Regions from separate parts of the Ovis aries genome. Here region 2 is linked to region 1. A link is a contact called in public Hi-C data. All regions are on one chromosome and are shown on one strand. The core of a region is the stretch at or near the end of the contact, and the rest is flanking DNA. Distances in the headings are between cores, read along the strand shown.

The links. Hi-C and Micro-C count contacts between places; a contact is called where the count stands out from the background.
Region 2: a Hi-C map of mixed tissues shows a contact between it and region 1, with 2.6 times the contacts expected there. The contact joins the promoter of ATP1B1 here to the enhancer-like site in region 1. A contact is called at or near these places in 2 of 16 Hi-C or Micro-C datasets (blood and mixed tissues).

The regions. Positions count from the first base shown.
Region 1 is chr12:35,921,072-35,928,731 of ARS-UI_Ramb_v3.0, reverse strand. No RefSeq gene overlaps it. Among named protein-coding and RNA genes, the nearest start is that of TRNAC-ACA, 17 kb to the left of the region's middle. Within about 2 kb of position 3,496, at least 10 of the 54 cell types and tissues checked have an H3K27ac peak or open chromatin away from gene starts, as enhancers often do.
Region 2 is chr12:36,031,174-36,038,833 of ARS-UI_Ramb_v3.0, reverse strand. It overlaps ATP1B1 (ATPase Na+/K+ transporting subunit beta 1), which reads right to left and starts at 3,591. Exons shown (of 7, transcript NM_001009796.1): 1 at 3,473-3,591; 2 at 2,507-3,012. The coding sequence starts at 2,603.

The sequences.
Region 1 (7,660 bases), core at 2,247-4,746:
TCAAAGGAGCTGAGCTGACCAGAGACGCACAGTGCCAGATTGCTGGGGTTTCCATGAGATGATATCGATGCCTGCAGGCAATAAATGAAGGAAGGGAAAATGTGTCCCGAGGGACACTGAAATCTGAGCAGTGTCCTGCTCTGGTGATCCCCTAAGTGGGTGGTTTGATGGCTGCTGGTTATTCATAGCAGGGCTAACCTCTTTTCTTGCTCCTGCCTAAACATCAAAAGAATAAAAGAGAAATGCCAGGGAATGTCAACTTAAATCCCATTATCTTAGCATACCTCATTTCATTTAATTAATACATTTTTATATATCCTCTTCCTGAACTCATCTTTTAATGTGTGAATATGCCTGCAGTAAAGGAGACCCAGTTTCGATTCCTGGGTTGGGGAGGATCCACTGGAGAAGGGAATGGCAACCCATTCCAGTATTCTTGCCTGGAGAATCCCATGGACAGAAAAGCCCGGCAGGTACAGACCATGGGGTCACAAAAAGTCGGACACAACTGAGTGACTTTCAGAGAACACATTAGTTAATGATAAAGAAAGGAGAAGAATCTATTATTTGAATTTACTTGTTTAGTCAGAGATGAAGGAGATATTTTCACGTGAGTAGGAGAATTTTGGAACTTCGAGGGTGTCCAAATCTTTGGTTTTCTGGCTTATGCTTATTTGACACTTTATTTAACACTTTTCTTTGTGACCTTGGGAAAGTTACCTCATCCTGCTGAGCCTTGCCAAAAATGGATAGTAAAAAGCTTTGCTTCAGCCTGCAGAAAGGATGCCCTAACATATTTGGGGGAGTGTTGATGTGAATAATTAACATGGTACATGTTACTAATTTTTTATAGTTGTGAATATTTTCCTCAACCCTTTAATAAAAAAATTCAAACCTACAGAAAATTTGTAGGAATAGTGCAATGAATGGCCATTTATCCTTTATCTAGATTTACTAATTAACATTTTGCCACATTTACTTTATTTTTTTCTTTCCACAAATATGCATATCTACATAATATTTTTTTTTCCTTTGGCAAGCCATTTAAAAGTTTTTCACAGAGAATTCAATTACTATTATTCTAAATATCTTAACATGTCTTCTGAAAACAAGGAGATTCTCCTATATAGCAACAGTGAAAGTATCACATTTAGGAAACCTAATATTGAAAACATAATATCTAATATATGAACCAAATTGAAATGTCCTCAGTTGTCTCAATATTTAGAAAAGATACATGAACCCCTATGGTTCATTGCACTTATATTCACAATATCCAAGATATGGAAGTAACCTAAGTACCCATCAACAGATGAAGAATGGGTAAAGATGTGCTGGATATATCGACACATGCTTAGTCGCTCAGTTGTGTCTGACTTTTTCTGATCACATGTACTGGCCCACCAGGCTCCTCTGTCCATGGGGATTCTCCAGGCAAGAATACAGAAGTCGGTTGCCCTGCCCTCCTCCAGGTGATCTTCCCAACCCAGGGACTGAACCCAGTTCTCCTGCTTTGCAAGCAAATTCTTTACCATTTGAGCCACCAGGGAAGCCCAGATATATCTATATCTATATATATATACACACAATGGAATATTACTCAGCCATAAAAAGCTCAGTCTTGCCATTTTTGCCAACATGGTTGGACCTAGGAGTTATTACGCTAAGGGAAATAAGTCAGAGAAAGATAAATATTGTATTATTTCACTTATATATGGAATATAAAAAAAAACAAAACAAATGAACAAACATAACAAAACAAAACAGAAACAGAGTTCTAGATACAGAGAACAGGTGGCTGCCAGAGGGAAGGGCCGTGCGGAGGAGGGAAGAAAAAGGGGTGCAAGCTTAAGAAGCGCAAACTTCCAACTGCAAAATAAGTGAGTCATGGCTATGAAATGTGCAGTGTGGGGAATATAAGTAATAACTATGTAGTATTTTTGTATGGTGACATATCATAGCTAGTCTTATTGTAGTGATCATTTTGAAATGTACAGAAATACCAATTCATCATATTGTGTAACAGGAACTAACGTAGTGTTGTAGGTGAGTTATGTTTCAGAAGCAAATGAACTCGTAGCAAAAGAGATCATATTTGTGGTTGTCAGAAGTGAGGTGTGGAGGGAAGGGAAATTGGATGAAGGCAGTCAAAAGGCACAAACTTCAAATTATAAGATAAAAAAGTACTAAGGATGCAATGTACAACTTTCATTATATTTCATTATATAACTTACTGCTATAATTTGTTAAGAGTGTAAATCCTGAGTTTTCAATACACACCAAAAATTTATTTCTTTAATTTTGTATCTGTGTGAAATAATGAATGTTGGCCATGATTATTGTGATAATCATTTCATGGTGTATATAAGTCAAATCATTATACTGTATACCTTAAATTTATACAGTGCCGTATGTCAATTTTATCTTAATGAAACTGGAAGAAAAATGTTTTTATTATATTTTCAATCCAGGATAGAATCAAGAATCATTCATTCTAGTAGTTGTCCTGGGTTATTTGTTTGTTTTAATCTAGATCAGTTTCTGGATTTAAAACTTCTCAACTTATCATCTTGATAATTTTGAAGAATTCAAGCCAGTTGCTTTGTAAAATATCCCTCAATTTGGATTTACCTATTTTTTCCTCATGCTTAGATTCAGAAATTTGAGGAGGGGGCGGAGTACTGCATATGCAAGATTGTATCTTTCTCAATAATTGTATCAGGAGGCATAAGATGTCAGGCAGTTCCATTATCAAGGCTGTAAAACTGGTATCCATCACATTTCTCCATTTAGAGATATTTTTTCCTGTTTTTAATAAATAGGCAACTTGTGGGGTGATAGTTCAAAACTGTTCATGGCTGGTATATTCTTGTGTACTCATCTGTCATTGGAGCCATTATTTCCATGATTATTTTATTCATAACAATACTATTTTCTTCATATGAGCATTCCAATTGCAATTCATGGGCGTCTACATCTTTCCTCACTAGTGGCATGCCTTCTTGTGTGCTTGGTCATCTTCATTAATCTACTTGAGCGTAAGGATAAGAGAGTCCTATAGTCTCACTTGGTGAAACTTTCCTTCAAAGAGGGTTTGACTTTGCCTTCTGCCCACAGGAGTACCACTTCCAGCCCTTCTTGTGGTTTGTGGCTTTGAATGAAAATGTGGGCTCAACTTCCCCACCTCACTCCTCTTCCAAGAAGCCTCACTGCAGAGAAGGTCTTAGAATCTCGCGTTTTTCTCTGTTTAACAACATCGCTTAAAAGAGTCATAAGGGTGTTGCCCCATGGCAGCTTCATGGGGAGCTGAAGGTCGAGAAAGGCCTATCTGCAAGGGATTTGTGGCTGTGGCTTTTTGTTTAATGGAGTAAGTTGTAAATTGATTCCCAAAAGTTCACCGAGTTTTAAAAAGAATTGTATCAGCTTGGATTGAAAGTGACAGAAACAGAATGAAATGAAAGGCAACCTTTGGACCTCTCAACCACTACAGGCAGGGAGCTGGTTGAGAAAACTACTCAGCTGCCAACTCAGGCCATTCTTACAGCAAAGGCGTGGTGACTCACAGGGCAGAACCAAGAACCTGAGAGAAGAGCTAAGTGCCAGAGAACAAAGCAGCAGAGCTGAACTCTCATCAAGAACTGGCCTCCCGTGCCCAGCCAGTGTTGAGGACGGCTTACAGACCTGCAATTGCTGTGTGCCTCCTGTTTTCTCCCTTTTTGAACAGTTGTGTCCACATTGTGCCCCAATCAATTGTATATTGATTGTGTAGGGGCTCAAGTGAACTTTCTGGTATTTAGACTGGAGAAGTAGAGCCTAAATTGCTGCACCTGGGGAATTCATACACCCTTGGATCTGACTGAAATGACTTGAGCCAGTGGCATGATGGGCTGGGACATGGTGGTCTTGGGAGAGGGTTTTAGCATATTTTGCAGGTGGAAAGGATGTGAAGCACTGTGGCCTGAAGATGTGCTGTGAGGACTGTATCTTCCAACACTGACTGCAACAATATTTGTCTTCCTGCAATGTGATCTTGACATTTCTTCCCTTGTGGCAGGGTCTATGTTCCTTTATTTTTTTGGTCATGATGTACAGCATGTGGGATCTTAGTTACCTGATCAGGGATTCAACTCATGCCACCTGCATGGGAAGCACAGAGTCCTAGCTACTGGACCTGCAGAGAAGTCCCAAGGTCCCCTTTCCTTGAATTTGGGCAGACTTATGACCACAGAGGAAATGAGGCTAGATCACACGTGGTGATATAGTGTGCTGCCGTGTTCTCTTGGAATCTTATTCTTAAAGCCCAGGCACTTTGCAATGAAGCCCAAGAAGCCACACGGAGAAGCCAGGATAGCTATTCCAGCCAAGTAACCCAGCTGAGGTCCCAGCCAACAGCCAGCATCAGCTGCAAGACATGTGAGTGAATCTTCAGAAGATTCTGATTGTTTGAGTCTTCCCTGCTGAGAGTCCAGACACTGCTGCATGGAGATAAGCTCCCTGCTTCTGAATTCCTGAATCCCTGATAGAATATGAGGGCATAATCAGATGATTTTATCTTGTTTTTGCTCTAAGTTTGAGGTTGTACCACAGCGAGAGTAACGTGAATATCAACTGGAGCTTTCATCTCACTAGAGAACATTAAGCATTGTTTCTCCAGTTACTCTTGGTCTTCTCAGTGCCTGCAAATAAAAGCCATTTTTGAAGGTAGCTGCGGGAGCTCTTTAAACTAGAAGCAAGAAATGAGGCGCTCAGGAGATGAGGCCTGAAGAAGAAAGTTGTTGGGAGAAGCAATCTTATTCCAAAGCTAGACTGAATGAGTTTATCTCAAACACTGTGCTGAGCACCAGGGCATGGGACAAATGGAAGGGCCAGGCCTGGGGATGTATATTATACCATCGACAGTTCAGCACATCTTCCTGTGTCAACCTTCTTTTTTATATTGCCCACTCCAAGTTCTCTAGAAGGAATAAGATTTTTTATGTAATCACCATTATTCGTCACTGGACAGAGTTTTCATATCAAGCCACTTGATGGCCTGCTGGCTAACCTATGTGTTGTCTGCCTTTGGGTCAGGTGTCCAACCTACTTTAAGCTTTTGTGATTGAGGTGATTAGAATGTTTGGGGCTGAATTTTATCCCCTCAAAATTCATACACTGAAGCCCTTTATTTGGAAGTATTTGGAATGCAACTCTATTTGGAGATGGGACTTTTAAAGAAGTGATTAAATAAACATAAGGCCTTTGGGGGGCCCTAATCTAGTCTGGGGGCTTCCCTGGTGGTGCTACTGGTAAAGAACCCACCTGCCAGTACAGGAGACATAAGAGACCCAAGTTTGATCCCTGGGTTGGGAAGATTCCCCCAGAGGAGGGTATGGCAACCCACTCCAGTATTCTTGCTTGGAGAATCCCATGGACAACAGAGCCTGGCAGGCTACAGCCCATAGGGTTGCAAAAAGGGTTGAATGCAACTGAAGCGACTTAGCAAGAACCCACATAATCCAGTCTGACTGATGTTGTTATGAAATGAGATATGGACTTGCAGGAGAATACCAGGGGTGCAGCACAGAGGAAAGGCCATGTGAAGGTGGCCTTCCAGAGGTGGCCATCTGCAAGCTGAGGAGGGAGACTTCAGAAGAAACTGAACCTCCTGACACCTTGATCTTGACTTTTGTATTTTATATACACTTTAAAGCAAAAATAACATTTTTTGTGAGGAATTAGAGATATTCAAATGGAAAGGTGTGGGTAAAATATTACACACAGAATCTAACATTTAGCATCAACTTTCAAGGAGGTCATAAAGCACAAAATTAGTTCTTAAAATGTGTCTTTAAACAGGCAAAACACCTCTACCATCTAACATGTATGACTGAGAAGGAAGGAATTGGGTGCATGTTTTTGGTCTCTGAATACAGACCGTCTAGCTAGACCCCTGGTGGCTTAGATGATAAGGAATCTACCTGCAATATGGGAGACTCAGGCCTGATCCCTGGATGACGAAGATCCCCTGGAAGAGAAAATGGCAACACACTGCAATATTCTTGCCTAGAGAATTCCACAGATGTGGAGCCTGGCAGGCTACAGTCCGTGGGGTCACAGACTCAGACATGACTGAGTGACTAATTCTTTCCTTTTGAGAGACTAACACTTCCTTTCCTTTCCTAGCTACACCCAGATAGGCATCACATTTCAGGAAAACAGAAGCATTTTCCAGGTGAAAGGGTCCTTGAAGGTTGTCTCACTTAACCTTCCGCAGCACAGATGGGAATCCTGTCACTTGGGGAGCATTTGCGGGCCTCACAGAGCCCTGCAGAATCCGCCCCTGCTGGAGCCCAGCATTTGCAGGCACTATCCAAGGCAGATGAGTTCCAAAGCCAAACATGTAAAATGTCAGATCTGAGGGTAGCTGCGTCCGAGTCTGCTGTGCCACAAGGTGCCCTCCTAACAAAAAGGGTCAGCATTTCCCAACATCTTTGTTAGAAGCCACTAGGCCGCTTGTTAAAACAGAAAACCAACAAAACAGAGTTCCAGGATGCCACCCAGGTATAAGGAATCAGAGCTCTGGAATAGGAATCTATGGTTTAACAAACATTCCAAGTGATTTTTATTCATGCTAAAAATTTGAGACCCACTAGGCCAGGTTATCCATGGGATCACGAAGAGTTGGACACGACTGAGTGGCTTCAGTTTCACTTTTCACTTTCATGCATTGGAGAAGGAAATGGCAACCCACTCCAGTGTTCTTGCCTGGAGAATCCCAGGGATGGGGAAGCCTGGTGGGCTGCCGTCTATGGGGTCACACAGAGTCGGACACGACTGAAGCGACTTAGCAGCAGCAGCAGCAGGCCAGGATAAGAACAGATACTTGGAGTTGTCTCTTCTTGACAACCATCTTTCTCCATCCCACCTTTGCCTTCTGGTCCTAGCCTCAGCGCCCAGCAGGGCACTAGGCCTCCTCAGCTCACGGTCGTCTTCCTCTTTCCACTGCCCAGGCATTTTCCTCTTCCTCTTTGCTTCCCTTCTGTCTGCTGCTCTTCTGTGTTATTTTTGTCTCTTTCTTCTTTCTGTGTTTTCTTTCCTCTTTTCCTTGCTTCTACCCATGCTGCTCCGGGCCCCCACCCAGCCACTTCCAAAGTGGTGCTAGAGGCCAGGGAGCTCCAGGTCACAGAGTGCAGAGTTCTGATCAGAGATGACAGCTCAGGGAGGCCAGAGACAGACCGAGACTGGACTAGGAGGACATGTATAGTTGTAGGGCATGGGGTTGTGGGGGAGGGTGCAGAATTATGGCACAGGAAATTCTAGGAGGAAGTAGACCAAGGATCCCTCAGGGCAGGGCAGGGCAGGGCAGGGCAGGGCAGTGTGCCCTTGTGCACACCTGTTCCATCTTCCTGGTGATCTGATGAGCATCTGAGGCTCTAGGCACGTGGGCTTCAGTAATTGTGACACATGGGCTCAGTAGTTGTGGCTCCTGGGCTCTAGAGCACAAGCTCAATTGTTGTGGGGCATGGGCTTATTTGCTCTAAGGCATGTGGGATCTTCCTGGACCGGGGATTGAGCCCATTTACCCCTGCATTGGCAGGTGGATTCTCAACCACTAGACCACCAGGGAAGCCCAGGCCTTGATAGGAAAGCAGTGAACACATCTTAAAAATGCATGACCTTA
Region 2 (7,660 bases), core at 2,342-4,841, 110 kb before region 1:
AGGTCACTTGCTTAGAGTGGGCAATGCAGGTGTGGTGGGGCGTAGGCCCTGGGTGCTGACATGCTGGCTCGAAAAGAAAAACCAGGTATATGGTACCGACCTGACAGAGTGGCGCAGAGGGTACATTTTAGACACTTTTTTTTTTTCTTTTGAAGCAATAGGTCTTCCTCTAAAAATATATATAAGTAATATAGAATTATTTCAATTTGAAAAAAAGAGTACCCTTCAAAAGGTCATATGCAGAAGGGAAAATGGCATCTGGGCCCAGCGGTCAACATAAACACCTACCAACGCCTGTATTAACTTAACAAAAAGGTAGACAGCACTGGGCGATTTGTGTGCTACGCTCTCTCCAGCAGGTGACAGGCAAGGCTCTCGCGTCCATCTTGGTGAAAATCTACCTACAAGCAGAACTGAACCAAGGGCAACCTGCCCTGGTCTCAAGGGCATCCGTGTTGGGCCCAGGACTAGGAAGGTGGCATTTTCTCCACAAAGACACAGCTGCTGCCGCCTCCTCTGTCTGTGAGAGGCTCTGTCATTTCTTATACGGCCAGAAAGGAAAACTGCAAAAGAAAAACTGAATTTCTTAGCCCAGCACCTCACCTGCATCTTGGAAAATGGAAGGAAATATGAACCATAAGCATCAGTACTCATGTCTGCATTCATGAATCAGTGTATCGACACTCTGCTATATGTAGTATCAAGACACAAACATCAACACATACACTCTCTCTCTCATATGGAGGTGCTGTCAGATTACAGAACAAGTCGTTCCACACTGCCTTACCCTCTGAAACAAATATTATTCTGGAATTGGAATGAGGAAAAAAAGATATTTTATGAGAGGGAAAAACTCTAGAGGGCCGATTTTACAATATGCCTGGAGTCGATGACGCCCCAGCCCCTGACGAAGCTGAAGCTGCAATCAGATCATTGTGGTAGGAACCTCCGGTGAATCTGGGAGAAGGGGGCCCATCCTGCAGCGTACCCCTCACACTTCACTCAAGTTACCAAGAGTCACTAGGAGATGGCCCAGGCTGGGAGCTGTTCACTCCACAAACACCCTGAATTCTCCAGGCCTTCCCTTCCACGTTAAGAAAACACAGAGAGCTATCATTCTGCATGAGAAACTATGGCAGTAACCCCACTGAAGAATACAGTCTTTCCAAAATAAAATATAAAATACAAGCTGCAAGCCATCGCCTTAAAGACCTGCATTCAACATGCTCAGGATACCTATGCTTCAGCATAGGTATGGGATAAGACTTCACCTTGACTAACCTTGAAGTGTGATGCATTATTAACCCTTTACTTTTCAATCAAGAGAGACCCATTACAGGCTGCTTTTTTTTTCCTCTACAAAAATCGTACGTTCCAGGTTCTTCCATTTCAAAATGTCAGCCAAGCGCTATTTCCCTGACTCATTCTCCTGCCGATGCTCACAGAGCCTTCCAATCAGAAGAATCACATCAGCACCTACCCAGGGCTCCCTCAGTGGTTGCAGTGGCGGTGCTAGTGGTGTCGGTGATGGTGATGATGATATTAGAGAAGGAGGGGCAGTGATGCAGGAGGGGGGAGTTCCCTCCCTCCTTCCCTCTCTTCCGCAGTCACGACTCATATTCAGATTTGCCTACAACTCTGCCCTTCAAAATGACCTTACCAAAAAAAAAAGTCACCCTTTCCGTGTAGAGAGGTGGAAGACAGGTAAGGTATCTAATTTGCAACGGGAAAAAAAAATCTATCCAGTCAAGCAACAGGCTACTCAAAATCTTGTAAGATGACCTGTTTCTGCCTTTATGCGACTTATTTCTTACACCCAGGCACCGATTCTGCCTCTCTCTGTAGACCCTGAAAACAAACCGACTTTGCCATGTTTACGGGCCAAGGCTCAGAAACGGAGTCCTGACACAGAGCTTCCAGGGCCGCTTCTGGGTTGTGATGACTCCAGGGTAGGTCATCGGTGGCGAGATTCTAGGTCTCGCTACGAAACACTGCAGTGTATGGATTCTGTCTCCGCCGCCCCCCACCCTCGCCTTCTGAAGTACATATTTAGACTAGATGAAAGGTGCTATAATACACAAACTCTCCTGCATTCGATCCGATTTCCTTCCTGTGGTTCTCTCAGAGCCTCAAATTTCATTTTTAAGGACTTGGGACACGACTGTAAGGGAGAGACAGATCAACTCTCCCACCGCCGGACCGTTCCCAGGACGGAAGGGCTCCAGTGATGCTCAGATAGACTACAACTGACCGAGACCGCCACAATCCACATAACGCTCTACCTAGCGAGCTCCCATCCCCGCCCGCGCCTATTCCGGGGACTCCGCATTCCGCACAGGGATGACAAGCCCGGGCCGGCGCAATCAGAGCAGCGCTCACCACCCGAACCCGCTGCGCCTTCGCCAGCGCGGAGCGCGCGGAGCGGTCCGCAGAGCCTGCGCAAGGGATGCGCCTACCCGGAAACACAAGGCGCTAGGGGGGCAAGAGCTGCGGACCCCGTACTTACACCAGCTGCCACCGGTCCTGCCCAAAAACTCCTTCTTCTCCGAGTTCCAGATAAATTTCTTCCAGCTGCCCTCCTCCTTGGCTTTTCCGCGGGCCATGGTGGCGGGTCAGCAGCTGCCGCAGGGACTGAAGATGGGTGACTGCGGCGTGCGCCCTCGCGTCCTCCCGGGCTGCCGCTCGGCGTTCCCGGCCTGGCTCTCCGCTGGCTGCACCCGCCGCTGGCGCTGCGGCTCTCTGAGTGCCAGACGCGCGGCGGAGAAGCAGAGTCAGGAGCGGCAGGAGGGGTAGGCGGCGGCGGCGGGGGCGGGGGCGGAGGGAGGAGGGAGGGACCGCGCACGCTGGGCGGCTCCGAGCCCCGCACCTATTGGTGGGCGCGCGGCCGCTCGCGGGCTCTCTTTGGTCCGCCACGCGCTCCTCTTGCCCTTGGGCGGGGGGCAGTTCGGGGCCCGCAGATGCCGCTCCCGCAGCCACCAGGGACGCGTGTCCGGCCCCCACCTCCTGTGACCTCTGCAGAAACAGGCAGGGACAGAAGAAAGTCAGAAGGAAGGACGGACAAACGACTGCCGTCTGCCACGAGTCGAGAAATTGGCTGGGGCGCACGCCCTACCTTTACTATATACCGCGAGGGGCGGGGCCTGCGGCCCGAAGGGGCGGGCGCGGGGCTGGCACAAAGGAACTGCGCGGCGGCGGCGCGAGGGGCGGGCTGGAGCCGGGGCGGGGACACGGCGCGCCCGCAAGCCCGCGCAGCCCCCTCCTCGATCCGGGCTGGGCACAGACCCCTCCTTTCCGTACTGAGCTGCTCTGCACCTGCGTCGCCCGGCGCCCGGCAGGCGCTCGGGGTCCCCGGCCTCCGTCCGCCGCCGGTCCCACCCCTCCTAGGCCCTGGCTGGGTGGGGGAAGGCCATTCCCGGACTCCTGAGAGTCGGGGACTCTTGCCCCGCTCCGCCCCGCCTCCCGGCTCCTGCACCTGCCGCCGGCTCCGCGCTCCCCGCCGCTGCGGTTGCAGTTCCGGCCCGTCCCTCTCCTTCCAGGCCAGTCCAGTCGGCCGCCCCGGCTCCTGACTGCCTCACTGTGCTCCTTGTGGGCGGCCTGAACCACCTCAAGCTGGACAATTGCCAAACCCACCCAGGGCGGCAGCCCAGATCCGGGGTTGGGAAGGGGTGAGGTGGTGTAGGAGGCCGACCGGTCAGCTCCCAGTGGGTCGTTCCCTCGGAAACCAGTCGTACTGCCTGGCTGGCGGCTCACACCGGTCTAGACCTGGGCGACAAAATCTGCAGGTGACCCAGCCACCCAGGACTCCCCTTGGCGCCGAATCGGTGCCTGGTACTGTCACGGACATGGTTTTATGCCCCCTTAGGGGGTCACAAAAAGACCACTTTGTTCTTCTATAAAATACCGAAGGCCTAAAAGGCTCAGGGAAGTCCAGTTCAAACGGCGAAAAGTTGCAAGGCAACCATTGGCACCTATTATTCCTTCCCCTCCTTTATCCCCCGTGCCTCACGTGAAAAGCCAGACTTCTTGGTTTCATCTCCTTCTGCTAAGCCCCTGAGCAGTTTCACATGTCCTTCTCAAGACAGTGACACAGCAGAAATCAGCAGGGGAGCCTCTGCAGTCAGGACAGAGAAGCCCCATCCCCAGGGGGCAACCTAGTCCATCTTGGGAAAGGAGCTTTCCCATCCCCATATTTAGAAAGCCGTACAGGGGGATGCTTGTCCGAGTCACCTTTTTGTCGCCAAGGTCAACCTGGTAAGTCTAAGGACAAGCTTGCATTGATGTAGTGCGAGCTCTTTCCCACGAATCCTTCCCAAGGCCCACCTACATGACCTGGGCAAACCTGAAAATTCCTGAAATGCAGGAGCAGCCATCCATCCACCCAGCCCCAGAGGGGCTGCTGCATGTAGGCTTGGGTCAAGGGCAACTTTGAGAACTGCTCTGCGGAGAAAGGAAGCTGCCCCCTGCTTTGCCCCTGCAGTGTTTGTATTGGAAAAGCCCCAAGCTGGTGGTAGAACTGCAGGAAGAAGCTGCCCTTGTGGGGATGATGCCCCGGTACCCTCCCAGCAGAAGTTAACTCATGGCGGACTCGCCAGCAGGACAGGTCACTAGGAAGGGCATGCGTTTAGGGAGTACCTGCTATGAGCAAGACCAGGAAAAACCTGTGGGCAGAATCAGTGAAAGAGGATGAATGGAGGGAAAGATGGAATGGGAAGGGATGGGGGTTTGAGTGAGAGAGTGCAGCGCCCTCCTTTGTGCAAACTCCCTTTACCCACCCCTCCCTCCCTCACTCTACCTCTCTCTCTCTTCTCCAGTAGAGATATGTAGTACAACAAAGTATGCCGAGAAGGGCTCACATTGCCAGGTTTTTTATTAGAACCCTCATTTTCTCCTTAAAAAAGAGGTATTCTATCTTACTCTCTAGAGTTGTGGCAATTGCCAATTGGCCTGATCCTGTGTCCGGCAAGGATGAGCTTTTTCTGCTGGCCTTTAGGTACTTCTTCCCTGCTATCTTTAGGGGAAGATAAACTCCCCTCAAACTTTACCTCCCTAGCTTTGTTCATTCTTCTTCCCTTGCAGGTAAACTTTTGCCAGGTTCTGACAAGCTTTGAGGGTCATGCCTTCACGGCAGTTGCTGCTGCTGCTGCTAAGTCGCTGCAGTTGGGTCTGACTCTGTTCTGTTCAGTTCAGTTCAGTTCAGTTCAGTTGCTCAATCGTGTCCGACTCTTTGTGACCCCATGAATTGCAGCACGCCTGTGCGACCCCATAACAGCAGCCCACCAGGCTCCCCCATCCCTGGGATTCTCCAGGCAGTAACACTGGAGTGGGTTGCCATTTCCTGCTCCAGTGCATGAAAGTGAAAAGTGAAAGTGAAGGCACTCAGTCGTGTCCGACTCTGTGCAACCCCATAGATGGCAGCCGACTAGGCTCCCCATCCATGGGGTTTTCCAGGCAAGAACATCTCATTCTAAATCAACCTCCCCTGGCTTATAGGAACCTCTGTGTTTCTACCCAAACCTGGTATTGCCACTGGAAAGCATGATCTCATCTCGATGAGAATCAGATTCAAACTTCACCTTCCATTCTAGACTGTCTAGAATTGTTTCACTCATCTAACTATGTTGGACTTCCCTGCTGGATCAGACTGAAAAGAATCTGCCCAAAATGCACGAGACATGGGTTCAATTCCTGGGTTGGGAAGATCCCCTGGAGAAGGAAATGGCAACCCACTCCAGTATTCTTTTCTGGAGAATTCCATGGACAGAGGAGCCTGGTGGGCTACAGTCCATGGGGTCACAAAGAGTCGCACACAACTGAGCAACTGACTGAACCATATCACCAGAAAGAGCAACCTGGTGAAGGGCAAGACAGACCCGCATTCACCCAGCTTCAGCTGTGTGGCCTTGAGCAAGTCCCTTGTTCTCTCCAGGGCCAGTTCTCTCAGTTGTAAAATTGGAGTGACACAGTGTTGCAAGGATTAAATGGGAGATGTGGGAAAGCCCTAAGTGCAGTTGCCTGGTACATAACAAGAGCTATTGAGCAACCAGCTTAATTATAATTAGCTGTTTCCATTTGACCTTGTCTAACCTTGAGGCTGCTGCTAGGACCTTCCCACTGTGACAGCCCCTCCTGCCAGGGTTCTGAGTTCCCTGAGAAGGTCACCCTGACTAATTCTCCACCCTCTAGGCCACCTTTCCCCTTGCTTTCCAGTGCTTCCTGCTCTGTGACCTCCTCTAAGTTGAGTAATGAATAACTCGAGCACACCATGTCCCTTTGGGCTGTGCTGGGCTGGGCTTGCGTACTGAGGCCCCTTCAGAGAAGGGTGCTGTGGCAGCAGGTTGAAAGCGGAGAGTGAGTGGTTCTCTAGAGGGAGGGGCGCTTCTGGCAGATGGAGCTTGTGGCTCTGGGTAGGGCTGGAGGAGGTGTGCACCATGGAAGCTGTTCAGTCCATGCCTAGGGAGGTCTGGTGTTTCTGTGCAGAAAGAAGGAGAACAGAATTCTTCCGCCCAGGTTAAAGGCTCAGGGCAAAAGGACACTGTTTTCATCTGTTTTTCTACACGTGCTAGGGAATTGGAATGGCTATGGAGGACTGTGGTTGGTTCTGCCCAAGACTGGAGCTCTGTGTGTAGAGGGGGTGAGGGGTGGTGGGGTGGAGAGAGGGGAAACCTAGAGCATGGATGGCAGCGAAGAGGGGAGGGAGGTTAGGGACCTCTGTCCAAGCAAGGAGGATGACGGATCTAACTCAGGAAACAAGGAGATGCAGATTGAAGCAGAATGTACCCTGCAGCAGAGAAGGGGCCCCAAGGTAAAAGGACAGGGCAGCCTTGTCTAGCAGCATGATGACCAGTCAGAAGCCCGGCTGGGACAAGAGGCGGAACAGGTTAACCCCAGGCTGCCAGCTACTTTGCTCAAGATCAGAGAGGCTCACATGAAGGTTTACCTACCCACAAAAGAGAAGGTGCAGCTTGGCAGGCAGCGTGAGCTGATCCAGATCTGAAAAACAGAACCGCCCCAAGCTGTCCGCTCTCTGAACCCCTTGGGCAAACACGCTGCGGTCCGCTCGCAGAGGACAGGGAAGGGCTGGGCTGCTGATCCCACGTTCACACACGTGCTCAGGGACAACAAGGTTCTGTTCGGCCAGCCCCAGAGAGGAGGGGGTGAGGGGATGTGTTGCATGGTGGAGGGGGTGAGGGGATGTGTTGCATGGTGACATCTTGGCAGCAGAAACTGTGTGCAGTGTGGAGGAAAATGGCTCAATGGCAGTGTCTGTTTGCAGTGGGAAGCAGACAGGATGCACCACTCCGCAGTGGAGGCCAAGCACTGGGAGAGAGGAGGGCTGGGCAAGGTCTCCAGGCTGGTCATCGTGGTAGGAACATGGGCAGATGCCTGCCCAACATCTCACACAGTGTACCCGGCCCCACACTGTGCACCCTACCCATCCATCACAGTGGCTTGAAAGGTCCACAGTACATCATTTTGTGCCTCACCAGGGACCCTGCGTATTGGACAGAAAAACATTCTGTGGAAAGGTTCTGGTTTCTGCAAGAAGCCAGAGGCCCTGAATGGGGATATATAGGAATATCCCTCCATTCCTTTCATTTAAAGTCATTCTGACCCTTTGCTGTTTCACTGGAATTGAATTCTTATCCTGGTTGAGGACATA